Linked DNA regions of Gossypium arboreum: region 2 is linked to region 1. A link is a contact called in public Hi-C data. All regions are on one chromosome and are shown on one strand. Each heading gives the region's core, a stretch centred on a gene start, on an enhancer-like site or on the middle of the called end of the contact. The rest is flanking DNA. Distances are from core to core; before and after follow the strand shown. Region 1 holds the start of LOC108464299 (ankyrin repeat domain-containing protein 2A-like). Region 2 holds the start of LOC108462828 (pheophytinase, chloroplastic).

The links. Hi-C and Micro-C count contacts between places; a contact is called where the count stands out from the background.
Region 2: a contact with region 1 is called in a Hi-C map of leaf, with 4 times the contacts expected there. The contact joins the promoter of LOC108462828 here to the promoter of LOC108464299 in region 1. A contact is called at or near these places in 3 of 5 Hi-C or Micro-C datasets (all in leaf).

What each region holds. Positions count from the first base shown.
Region 1 is chr13:9,795,929-9,802,853 of ASM2569848v2, reverse strand. LOC108464299 (ankyrin repeat domain-containing protein 2A-like) reads left to right here and starts at 2,560. Exons shown (of 9, transcript XM_053024199.1): 1 at 2,560-2,642; 2 at 2,898-2,942; 3 at 3,276-3,478; 4 at 4,150-4,362; 5 at 4,482-4,630; 6 at 4,731-4,899; 7 at 4,975-5,067; 8 at 5,736-5,875; 9 at 5,964-6,334. The coding sequence starts at 2,909. The coding sequence ends at 6,063.
Region 2 is chr13:10,048,262-10,055,186 of ASM2569848v2, reverse strand. It overlaps LOC108462828 (pheophytinase, chloroplastic), which reads left to right and starts at 2,418. Exons shown (of 6, transcript XM_017762726.2): 1 at 2,418-2,920; 2 at 3,002-3,113; 3 at 3,207-3,300; 4 at 4,307-4,484; 5 at 4,556-4,625; 6 at 4,717-5,255. The coding sequence starts at 2,550. The coding sequence ends at 5,028.

The DNA.
Region 1 (6,925 bases), core at 1,311-3,810:
TTGATTACTTTAAAAAGAAACCTCTCCAAAAATCCTTTACAATAACTTTCTCTCCCAAAAACTCTCCAAAAAAAAATCCCCCGATATACAAAATATGAGAAGGCTTATATAGCCATTTACAAAATATTTTTTTATTGTTTATGTCTTCATTTATAGGTACAAGTGGTGGTGGAGAAGGTGTGGCTAGTGGAGTTGGTGGTGGAAAAAGAATGGCTAGTGAAATTGGTGGTGGAAAAGGTGTGGCTAGTGGAGTTGGTGGTGGAAAAGGAGTGAGTAGTTGAGAAAAGTTTAAGTTATGGGCTAGGTTTTTTTATTTTGATTTGGGCTTAGGGTTTGGGCCATTGGGGTTTTGATGTAAATTGGGTTTTGGATAGTTAAGATTTTGGGTTTTGGGTTTAATTTTAGTGGGTTAGGTAAGGCTAAATTGGATTTTGATGTAAATGAGCTAAAATTGGCCTACAACAATAAGTGAAGGCAGTAAAAATTATGTGGGTCCGTTGAGCTTATGTGTCAAATCACCAATAATGCCACTTTTCAATAAGAGAAGTGGTCTAAAATTGAAAATTTTCATGTTAAAAACTTAGCTATAATATATGTATATATATATATATATATATATATATATATAGATACCTATATATAAAAGAACCTTCACGTTTTGACACGTGCCCAATCATTCATGATTTTTTATATTATGTTAAGAATAGTTAAATTATAGTTATGCTCTCTATTTTTTAGGTTATAATTTTGCCTTTCTTTTTTTTTCATTTGACTAAAATGGTTAAATTTTAGTTTTGGTCTCTTTAATATATTTAAATTTGATATTTGATCTCTATATTTTAATTTTTAATTTAAATCAATTCTTACATTTTATAATGTTATTAATTAATCTAAATAATTAATACTTATATGTAAAAAGAAGGTTTCTTCCTTCTTACATGTGGCGCATCAAACCATGTTCTCTTTTTTATTATTATTATTATTATTATTATTATTATTTACTAAAATGGTTAATTTTTAATTTGGTCTCTCGATATATTTAAATTTGAGATTTATTCCATATACTTTAATTTTTAATATCATTTGGTCCATATATTTTTATAATATTATTAATTAATCCAAATAGCTAATATTATTAATTTTTTGATTAAAACATTACATGGTAATATATAATTTCAATATTGAATCTTAGAGAATAGAGATTGAAATGTAGTTTCCTATTTTTATAGGTTCGTGTCGTTCTTTTTTACATCATAAGATAATGGTCAAATTTCAATTTTGGTCTCTAAATTATGCTGAAATTTAAGATTTAATTTATATACTTTAATTTTTGACATAATTTAATACGTCTACTTTCATAATGTAATTAGCTAGTCCAAATAGTTTATATTGTTAACTATTTCATTTAAAATCTGAACACCATTTTTTTAAATAGTATAATTCCAATAGTAAAACAAATTTCTATCATGATGATTCGAACAAGAGCTTTCAAGAAAAAAATTCTAATAAGTATTTTCAACGTTATTTTTATATGACTATCAAGTGATTTTTTAATTTCAAAATGTTACATCGATAATATAATAGAAGAATTTCAACAATGGTAACAACTAGACCTAAATTTTTAAATTCAAAAAATAGAGGATTATAAAAGTACGGAGACTAAATTTCAAATTAATGTACGAAGTGTATAGAGAATTTAGAGCATATTTTAACCTTTAAATTTACTCTAAAATTTGATACAAATAAATAATTAACGCAACACGAAACATGAGGTAACAACTATACTAATTAAAGAATTATTTTCATGTACATTAATATATATATATATACATTAAAGAAATTGTAAGTGATTGTCGAACTTCATTTTACATATACTTATGTAATAATTATATATATTTATATTTCAAAAAAAATTCATGTTTTAAAATAAATCTCAATTTTATTACTTAAATTATTTATAATCATTTTAAAATAGATTTAAGCTAAAGGTACTCATAAGTCGGGTTAGGCCCATGTAACGTATCTAGATAAATTTTTGAAGTCTAGACTCGACCTAAAATATGGGTTTGTTTTTTGTTCAAGTTCGACTCAATTTAATAAAGGCAAACTCAGGCGAACCCGCTTCCGACCCTTCCATATTTGATTTCTCTAAAATTAGCTTTTATTTAAAACTATTTTTTAAAAATATAATACATTAAATGTACAAAAAAGTTAAAATAAAAGTTTTCTAACACATTTAAAATACATTAAAACATATTTACATTAAAAAACACTACCATAAATATAATAAATATTTTATTGTATTAAATATAATTTTTAAATTATATATTTTGGGTTATATTATTTAGTTGGGTAATTTTTTTAGGTTCTGCGTAATTAATTTAATTGTTATTAAATTAATAATTTAATATAAATCTAATATAAATATATAATTATTATTTAACTTATTTAATTAATATATATTTTCATAACATAATATATCACAAGATCAAAAAAATCTTATACAATACTCTAATATAAAAAAACGGAATTTAAATTTTACCTAAATCCACTTTTTATATTTTTATCGAGATCTTTTCATGTTGGGACTTGACCAGGTGTCCATGACCAGCTATAATCCGAACCGAAGCATTGCCACTTAGGTCTAATTTTTGCTTTAGTTATTATTAGAGTTTGGCTATATAAATTAAGCCTCTTTGGTCCTTAGGTTCCCCGTACTGCTACTGTGCCTTACTTTATCTCAGAAAACAAAGAAAAGAAAAGGGTTTTCCTCGATTTTCTATTTATCTTTTTCATTTCGAATTTAGGGAAAAAATGGCCACTTTCATCGAATTTCCAATCTAATTTCCCATTAATATTTTTTATTTTAAATTCTCGTTTCTAATTTTTTTTTTCAGTCATTTCAACCATGGCTTCCAATTCGAAGAAGCCCGCTACTGCTGGTAAGCATAATCTCAGATTCCTTTTCTTTACCGGTATTTGGAATTTGTTTCTGAGATCTACCTGAGCTCCTTATGCTTAATTTCTCAATCGTCGCTTGAATGAATTTACTGTTTTAAGCAGTTTGTGCTTATTCATTTTTTATTACTTAGTTTAGGTCTTGAATTGATCTGATTTTTGAGATCCTATGTTGGGTTATAGCAATTGTGTTAGGATTTGAGTAATTTCAATTTGGTTGGGGTTAATGTGGATGAATCCAGATACGGGCTTGGTTTTGAAGTTAGTGAATTGATAAATTGATTATTATTTATGTTTTTTTCTCCTGTATTTGTTAGATGAGAAATCGGCTTTGAAAACGGAGAGCAAAAGTTCAAAGCCTGAAACATCCACCACTGAGAAGAAAACTTCAACACCTGAGCCTTCAACTGGGGGTTCACAGCCAGCACAAGCAGGGGCCTTCCCTCCCAACGCTATGCCTGGTCCTGGGTTTGCCCCACCCAATCCATTTGATTTCTCAGCCATGAGTGGCCTTCTTAATGTAAGCTTCTTGCCTTTTTATTTTGATTATTGTTTGGAACATGTGAACTTACTGATTCGGTCATCTTTTGATTGTCATAGCTCATCTTTTGCTACCTGCAGTGTTCTCAAGGCGGGTTTTTACCTTAGCACTAGACTACAAAAGCGCCTTAGAAACTTGCAGGCGAGGCCTATTCAATTAGGCGCATGCCTGGTGTGTCTAGGCGTGCTTTATTTGTCAGGCGATAGGCATAAAAAAGCATGCTTTATTTTTTCACTTTTTCCATTAGATATACCTTTATTAGTAAGAAATGGATAGTATCAAAATCTGTATTTTCCTATATTTGAGTATTCAATGGCAGACATGGACCATAAGTAAATCATGCATATCGACCAATAGAAAAAAAATTGCATGTCTGTAGATAAACTGGATTGCATTTTAGAGTTTATTACATATCTTAAACTACATACATATATATGTATATATGTGCACACATACAAGAACTCAGAAAGTACATATTGTGGTTTATTTGGCTAGTTTTTTCATGCCTTGTGCCCTTGACAACACTGGTAGTAGAACATTTAAGACTTTTGGTTAGTCTCTTTAATTGACTGTTTCAGCGGTGAATGTAATTGCTGAGAATTGACAGTCAAATTTATATCTTATGGAAGTTAACCATCTTGGTTTGTTAGGATCCAAGCATCAAGGAACTAGCTGAGCAGATAGCCAAAGATCCTTCATTTAATCAAATGGCAGAGCAGCTCACTAAAACGTTTCAAGGGGCAGCAGCTGAAGAGACCACGCCGCAGTTTGATCCACAGCAGTATTATTCTACTATGCAACAGGTTATGCAGAATCCCCAGTTTATGACCATGGCTGAGCGCCTTGGTAATGCATTAATGCAGGTATATCTGGGCCCAGTAGCTACTTTCAGTGGATTCATGATTCCTGTGGTCCTATTTTCTTATATTACATTACATGCATCACTTCTGGTAGATGAAATTTTAGTTTTGTCTTTCTTCAGGATCCAGCTATGTCTACCATGCTTGACAGTTTGGCTAATCCTCAACAAAAGGACCAGATTGAGGAAAGGATGGCACGTATTAAAGAAGATCCATCTTTGAAGCCTATTTTGGAAGAAATAGAAAGTGGTGGTCCCGCAGCAATGATGAGGTCAGCGATAAAAGCTTGTTGGGGCATAACATTTTCTTCTTTAGATTATACATTCTATTATTTCTTCAGTAAATTAATCGAGAAAGGTTTTATCGTCCAGGTATTGGAATGATAAAGACGTCCTGCAGAAGTTGGGTGAAGCAATGGGTCTTGCAGTTACAGGAGATGCAGCCACTTCTGCTGGTAATTCCGCGGCAGATGAAGAGGATGAAGCAGGAAATGAGGATGAGTCAATTGTACATCATTGTGCTAGTGTTGGTGATGTTGAGGTATGGCAGAATGATTGTTTCGTACATGTGTTCTTCCCCTTTGACAGATAATCTTGACTGTTTTCACGGTTTTAGGGTCTGAAAACTGCACTATCCTCTGGTGCTGACAAGGATGAAGAAGATTCAGAGGGAAGGACAGCATTACATTTTGCATGTGGGTATGGCGAGGTAATAAACAATTTTAAATCTGAATCAGTCCTCTCTCTTCCTCTCTATGCAGTTGCATTATCTGACAAATGAATTAGTTTCATCTTACAAGGAAAAAGTTGGTGTGGAAAGTCATTTAGTTTTAATCTATAACTGTCTACAAATGTCCAACACCACCACAGTTGTTAATGCACTAAGGGCCTCTTAATAGCCTGGTTGAGTGTAAGTTTTAGGACGCACAAATATTGAACCTGATAACAGACTGCCATAGCAGTTTGGGATGTAGTAGGACTTGTATTAAAACATCCTTTTATTTGTAGTGTCTCATCTTGGGATCTTTGCAACGGGGAAAACGTTTATATTGCTAGTACATATCCAGACACAAAAAAATCAGGCTTTGTTATTATTATCTGATCTAAGTGTATCATGGAATCTGTTGGCTACTAAGCAATGCTTGTTTCTTGTTTTAACAGTAATGCCATGTAGTGGGCGTGTTTATGACATTTCCTTTAATAAATGATAGGTTTATTTCTTCTGAGAGACATTGGTTCTACCAAATCAGGACAATGAAGTGAATAACGTAAAAAGAAAAGAAAAGATATAATCTAGCAGTTCACATGAGTTTGTCTGAGATTAAATTATTGGTTTCTTTGGCAAGCTTTAGGTTAGGATTTTTGGTTTTATTTCAGGTGAAATGCACTCAAATCCTTCTTGAAGCTGGGGCAAAAGTGGATGCTCTGGACAAGAATAAGAACACTGCCCTCCATTATGCAGCTGGCTATGGAAGGAAAGACTGTGTGGCCCTTCTACTCGAGAATGGTGCTGCTGTGTAAGTAACAAAGTGACTTGGTTTAACATCGATACCAACCTGACCTCTTATGAGTGCATAACTACATTTTCTTTCATATTGACTGCAGCACTCTCCAAAACATGGACGGCAAGACTCCCATCGAAGTTGCCAAGCTCAACAACCAGCACGAGGTACTAAAATTATTGGAGAAGGATGCGTTCCTTTGAAGCGTGAAGTGGTGGGGATGCGAATGGTATGTGTATGTTTGGGTCTTAGCATGTTTGTTATAGGCATTTGATTTTATTACCCAGATATTGGACAAAGTTGGTTGTAATCATGGCTGAACGGCATGATATACTGTCTTTGCTTTGGCCTGGTTGCCTACGTTTTGCAAATTTTATTTAGTGGGTTTTTTTTTAAAAAAAAGAATCATTTCCTGAAATAGTTTCTACATGGAAATAATGGGAGTATGTGGACCAGAGAAATTTTATTTAAGAATTCTTTTCGAGTCCTGTAGGCATTCAGTTGAATTGATTTTACTTTTTGTTAAGAGTTAGAACTCACAATTCCAAAATCCAATTTGATTTTAACTTTTCAAATCCGAAACAATTTAAATTGATAATTTTACTCCCAATTAACACCTCTGATTTATGTTTTTCAATTTTGATATCCTTTGAAATTTGCATCAATATTTGTGCAATCCAAACACAATGGTGGGATATTTCCTAGAATATAAAACTGCATTTAGCAGTTTGAAATTCCATCTTATGATTACATTTTTCTTTATTTAATTTTATATGAATTAATAGATAATTCAAAACATGTAAACACTTTGAAGTGAAAATTAAAAAATTTCCTTGAAATATGTATAGGGATTGTTAATTTCTTTATTCATTTTAGGATAAAATTATACCATTTACCTGTAACATTGTGAAGTTTAAATTTGACACTAAATCATTTTAAATTATTATAAAATAAAAATATAATTACACTTTTCTTTTACGAATGCATAAAATGATACTTCAAATTTTTTAAATAAATCATACATAATTTTATCCTCAATAAAGTTTTCATTGTAAGTTATTGAAT
Region 2 (6,925 bases), core at 1,169-3,668, 250 kb before region 1:
AACTATTTATAAATGCTTACAAATATAATGATATTCAAATTGAATATTTTTTATATTATTTGTTTTTAATATAATTATTTTCTAATTTGTAAAATTTCATTAACCTAATCTTTTCTAAATAAATTATTTATCCAAACAAAAAAAATTGCAAATCTTAACATTTTGAATTGATGAATTTTAAAATGTATTTTAAAAATCTCAAAATTTTAAGATTCTTTATCCAAACAAACTCTTAAAGTTTACTTTTTAAAATTTTGGCATAATCTAAAATATTTTGGCAAACCCTTGTAAAATTTGATAAATCTTTCAAATTTTCAGTAAATTCTTAAAAATTTTGATATAATATTAAAAATATGATATACCAAATGTTGAATGGATCAAGTTTCAAGAAATTTTCGTATAACGTTAACAATTTTGATATACCCAAATGTTGAATGGGTAAATCTGACTCTAAGGAAAAGTTTAAAATATACCTTAAAATATTTGGTAAAGCCTTAAGAAATTTGGTATAACTTATACAAAGACAGCTGCGTGGGTTGAGGAAAAATTGTGATAAATCCTATGGAAATGCTATTCTTAGAAATTTTGGTAAGTCCTAAGAAATTTTTGTATAAATTTAAAATTTTGGTATACTAAAATGTTGAATGGATCAAGGTTAGGACCCTAATTTAGAAATTTTTATATAACCTTAAAAATTTTAGGAAATTCTTAAAAATTTTGGTATAGTTTTAGATATTTTGGTGTGACCTTATAAATTTTGGTACACAAAAGTTTCAAGGAAAAGCTTTTGAAATTTTGGTATAATCTTAAAGATATTAGTAAATCTTAAAAAATTGGTAAATCCTTGAAAATTTTTATAAAAAAATCAAATTTTGGCATAGAAGAAATTCTATGGAAAATGCATAGAAATTTTGGTGAACTTTTGAAATTTTAGTATAAATTAGAAATTTTGATATACTAAAATGTTGAATGGATCGAATCTAAGACCCTTAGGAAAAACTTTAGAAATTCTAGTAAACTTTTAGAAATTTTGGTAAACCATTTAGTATATCCTTAAAAATTTTAATAAATTTAGATATTTTGATATAATTTTAAAATTTTGGTATATTAAAATGTTAAATGGGTCAAGTCTGAGACCCTAAGTAAAAGTTTAAGAAATTTTGATATAACTTTAAAATTTTGATACATCCTTAAAAATTTAGCTATAACTTTAAATATTTTGATAAGTATTTAGAAATTTAGGTTTAAGTATATCAAGACTGGTGCATGGGTTGAGGAAACAATTTGGTAAATCCTATGAAAAGTTAACTTTATAAATTTTGGTACACCAAAATGTTGAATGAATCGAGTTTGATAAGTAAGGAAAAACTTTAGAAATTTTGATAAACCCTTGATAATGTTACTATAACCTAAATCCTTAAAACTTTTCTATACAAGAAATTTTGGTAAAGCCTTAAATTTTTTAAAAACCATTAGAAATGATATAGCTTTAAAATTTTTGGTAAGTACAATTAAGTTTTGGTATATAGAAAATTCTTAGGAAAAATCATAGAAATTTTGGTATAACTTTAGAAATTATGGTGTATTAAAATATTCAATGGGTCGAGTTTGGAACTCTTAGAAATAACTTTAGAAATTTTAGTAAACTCTTAAAATGTTGGTATGGTATAGATTTTTTTTTAGATTGTAAGGAGTTTTGATATAAACTTTAAAATTATGGTATGAATGGATCAAGTTTAAAATTTTAAAAGAAAAATTTTAACAATTTTTATTATCTTAAAATTTTTGTATAACGTTAGATATTTTGATAAATATTTAGGAATTTTGATAAACTTTTAGAAATTTTGGTTTAATTTTAAAATTTTCATAAACCTTTAAAATTGTAAATTAGGTATGTAGAAAATTCTAAAGAAAACCCTTAAAATTTTGGTTTACAAAAATATTGAATGGGTTGAGTTTGTGACATTTAGGAAATGCTTTAGAAATTTTGATAAATTGCAAATAATTTTAGTATAAGTTTAGAAATTTTGGTATATTAAAATATTGAATGGAAAAGTTTAATAAATTTTGGTATAAAGGAGGGCATGTAAAATTAACATAGTTTTATGTCATCTCATAATTTTTCTTTCATTAATATTTTAATAATTTAATACATTCGTACCAATATAACAATATTAATATTAATTAAATTAAAATTCAATGGGCACTAAACTTCTTATATATATGGTTATTTTTGTTTAATGTATGAATATGTACATATATTTTAGAAAATAAAAGTAATTTAATGTAAGCTTTCATTGTATAAAAGTCCATAATTTTTTTTTTACAAATTACTAAAATTTAATAGAATAATTGTTTTCGAAAAAAAAATCTAAATATTTTAGCTTTTATCAATTATGTAAAATTTAAAACAGTGTTGAAGATAGTGAGAGGTGGGAGCAATCCGAAGTCCAAATGCAACCAATACCACACACAACTCCCCCCATATGGCAAAGGAATGAAATTTGAGTGGAACAAAAATAACAAACAGTTGAGTGGTGGGAATAAAGATGGCGGCTGCCACGGTTCTTCATGTTGTGGCGGCGGCTTTTCTCCGACCGCCGCATTCGCTGCCGCGGACGAAGGCTAAAGAACCCAGACTGAAACCAGGACTTGCTTTCCCTCACCTTTACGATAACAAGCTTCCCGTTCTCGGTCGTGGCTATGGTGTTGGTAACCGTAGTTTCATCACTTGCTATGTTGACCCATCCACTGAGTCTCGTGTCAGCGTGTTAGGGGTGAGTCAGATAAAGGAGAAATGCAGTAAGTGGCAATGGAAAGGTCGGTACTCCATCAATTACTTTGTCTCCTCATCATCTTCTACCAACCCTCCTTTGCTTCTCGTTCATGGATTTGGTGCCTCCATTCCCCATTGGCGAAGGTACCCAAACTGGAAATATCGTTGCTTTTCATTTATTTTGAAATGATTGCAGTATTTGAACTGGGTTAACAATTGTTGTAGGAATATTGACACATTGGCTCAGGATTACACTGTTTATGCTATTGACCTTCTGGGTTTTGGTGCATCTGATAAGCCCCAAGGTTTTTCATATTCCATGGAAGCTTGGGCTGAGGTATATTTCACTACACCCCAAGCTCACAAAAACATGGCGTTTAACTGTTTTAATCAAAATTAATCCTTCTAAACTCAATATTATTGTTCACAGTTGATACTAGATTTCTTGAATGAAGTTGTTCAGAAGCCTACTGTGTTGATTGGAAACTCTGTGGGAAGTCTTGCTTGTGTGATAGCTGCCTCAGGTAGTTAAAACACATAGTTTAAATCCATATATAATTTTTTTTGATGATTATATTGCTAGATACCGAACCAAATTCTACTTAGCAATTAGTTATCAATGATTACTTGCTAATTAAGTTTATTTAATACGTAAATATTTATATCATGTAAGAAATCTTAGAGAATAAGATTTCTTGATGATCAAGCAATAGGATCTTAGGTCAGAATTATGAGATAGATGTAATTTCTATGGCATATTTGTATAGGAAATGAGTTTTGTAGGGTTGTGAGAAAGAGTTTAGTAAAATATTGGGTTAATGGGGCAAAATGTATTTCATGTGTTTAAACCTAGAGAGCGTAGAAAACTGGGCTTGTTTTGGGGCTCAGGATTAGTATTTGTGTATTGCGTGTTTTGAACCCGTTGTAATCCTTGTGTTTATAGTGGAATTTTTTTCCCTCATCCCTCAATGTAGGCAACCGGAACCGAATCATCTCTTGTAATATCTATGGGGTCTCTGTATAGGAAATGAGTTTTGTAGGGGTGTGAGGAAGAATTTGGTAAAATATTGGGTTAATGGGGTAAAGTGTATTCCAAGTGTTCAAACCTAGGGAGCATAGAAAACTGCGCTTGTTTTTGGGCTCGAGTTTAGTGCTTGTCTATTGGGTGTGAGGAAGAGTTTGGTAATTTCTGTGGCATCTTTGTATAGGAATGACTTTGTAGGGTCGTGAGGAAGAGCTTGGTAAAATATCGGGTTAATGGGATAATGTGTTTCCATGTGCTTAAACCTAGGGAACATAGAAAACTGGGCATCTTTTTGGGGCTCAGGTTTAGTGTTTGTCCATTGAGTGTTTTGAATTCTTTGTAATCCTTATGTTTATGGTGGAGTTTTTCTCTTATCCCTAGATGTAGGCAACCAGAACTGGAGCATGTTAAATATTATCTCTTGTGCGTATCATGTATTCCATGTTGATCTCGCGTTTGATTGTGTTTCCACTTACAAATTTCTAATGTATATTGTGTGGAACAAGAATCTAGTCAAAACCTGGTTCGAGGGATTGTGCTGTTGAATTGTGCTGGTGGGATGAACAACAAGGCAATTGTTGATGATTGGAGGATCAAACTCCTCTTACCTTTGCTTTGGTTGGTTGATTTCTTATTGAAGCAAAGACGAATCGCCACGGCCGTCTTTGAGCGCGCCAAGCAAAGGTATTCTATTTGGTTCAACCATCTTCCTGTACTGATATTCATTGCTACTCATCCAGTTGTCTTTAATGCAGAGATAATCTAAGAAACATTTTGTTATCTGTTTATGGAAATAAAGAGTCCGTTGATGATGAACTAGTTGAGGTACAGCAATCAATCTCCTTGAGTTACCGCCTACGGTTCCTTATTAACACGAACCATTTAAACTTGATAATAATGTTCTTTTACAATGCAGATCATCAATGGACCAGCGAACGATGAAGGTGCTCTCGATGCCTTTGTCTCGATTATAACCGGTCCACCAGGGCCAAACCCTGTGCAATTGATGCCGAGAATCAACTTACCTGTCCTAGTTTTATGGGGTGATCAAGATCCTTTCACCCCTATAGATGGGCCTGTAGGTAAGTACTTCTCTTCCTTACCTTCGAAATCGTCGAATGTAAGCCTTTATATGTTGGAAGGTGTAGGGCATTGCCCCCATGATGATAAACCTGACCTAGTTCATCAAAAGTTGCTTCCTTGGTTGGCTCAAGTTACTGCTTTGTGAGCAGCCATTGATGTAATTGCTAGAAATTGGTGGCCATTTGTATAGTAGATTTTTGATCCAAGGAATATATATATATATATATATATGTATAGCAATGATATGTCATGTATATGTTGCATTGACGCTTAGCCTATAAATAAGTGTCAATTTCTTTACTATTTGCCTTTTAGAATTTCTTCATTTGACATTTGAAAAATTCATAATAGATGGATTATAGTTTAAAATGATTTTATATATTGTATGAAAGATAGAAATAATAATCTTTTATAGAAACTCTAAATGATTTTATATATTATTTTTAAAATTCATTCGTTCCATTAGTCAGATGAATCTACTTATATCAATTAGTCATTCTTTCACGTTATGCTGCTCATTTAGGGGGGTTAGGTCCATTCATTTATCATTTCTTGACCAAGGCTCTAAACACTCAAATATGGTCTCTATAACATTTCACTTTACTAAATCAAGGTGAGAACAAAAGTATTACGAAATTTCTCTTCACTAATTACTTACATGGCGTCTCAATATTAAATTTTATTTTAGTACCTTATTATTATCTTTTATTCACATATAATTTCACTTATTACTTTTTTTTTGGTGAAAAAGATATTACAACGCAAGTATTAAACATTAAAAAAACATCATCACATAATTCTCATTAACCAACTGCAACCTCGATTCTCTGTTTCGCCTAACCTTAACAATCGTGTCTGCGATTTTATTTTCATCTCTAGGAATATGTTGAAGATTTCAATGGCTTAGAAGCTTCAAAAACAAAAGTATTCTCCTTACTAAAGTAGAATTAGAGTCTTCACGAACTCCTTTATGAATGATGTTAACAGCTTTAAAATTATCTGTTTGAATGACGACTTTTTGAAAGCCTCGATCAAGAGAAATTTTCAACATGTCTAAGATTCCCCTTAATTCTAAACCAAAAACTTCAGAATTGCCCAAATACACGTTGAAACAAATAATCCAATTCCCATTATGATCTCGCAGAAATCCTTCAGCTGCGGCAAACATATCCACAGATTTAACTGAACCATCCGTATTTAAATAAACCCAACCATCCGAAGAAACAAGAACGAAATCCGATCTTGAAGGTTTAGTGGCATGCGAACTTAACATAGAAACATACTGCTTTGCTCAACACAAAGTGGCTTTAATAAATTCATCAGTACTCCACGAAAAACCTTGAAATATGCGTAGGTTCCGGTTCTTCCAAATGCGCCAAATGATAATCCCGAACAAACAAGTCCAATTGACTCCTCCGACTAAGGTAATAGCTTGCTTATTCCATAGATTAAGCTTTATCCACTCGTAAAGATGCCCTGTAAAAAAAAAAAACAGATTGTTTACCTGTAGGGATTAACTACATCCATATTTCCCGTGCCGTTATGCAATCCCATAAAACATGGACACTTTCATAATTATGACCACATATTCCACAAGTAGTGTCTGTTTCCAATCTTCTTCGTAACCTTTCTGCATTAGTGAGCAAACGATGTTTAAAAACAAGCCAAATGCAAACTCTAACCCTTTGTGACCATTGATATTTCCACGGTAATTTCCAAACATCCACTTTTGCATTCCATGATTCTTCCCGAAGTTTTTTGTACGCACTTTTAATTGAGAAAGAACCAGACGTGGTCCCTCCCCAAATAATTCTATCCATGCTAGAATTTAGTTGAGGTGGCAGAATCCCTACAATCCGTTGAATGGTATCCTCAGAGAACTGAAGACGAAAGAATTTTAAATTCCAATCCCCATTTTCTGTGACCATATCACTGAAAGTACAATCCATATCCAAGTTATAATTAGAAGCTACCTTTTTTTTTCCAAAGACCCAACATTAGGAACCCAAGGATCCCTCCAACAGTTAATACTTCGACCATCT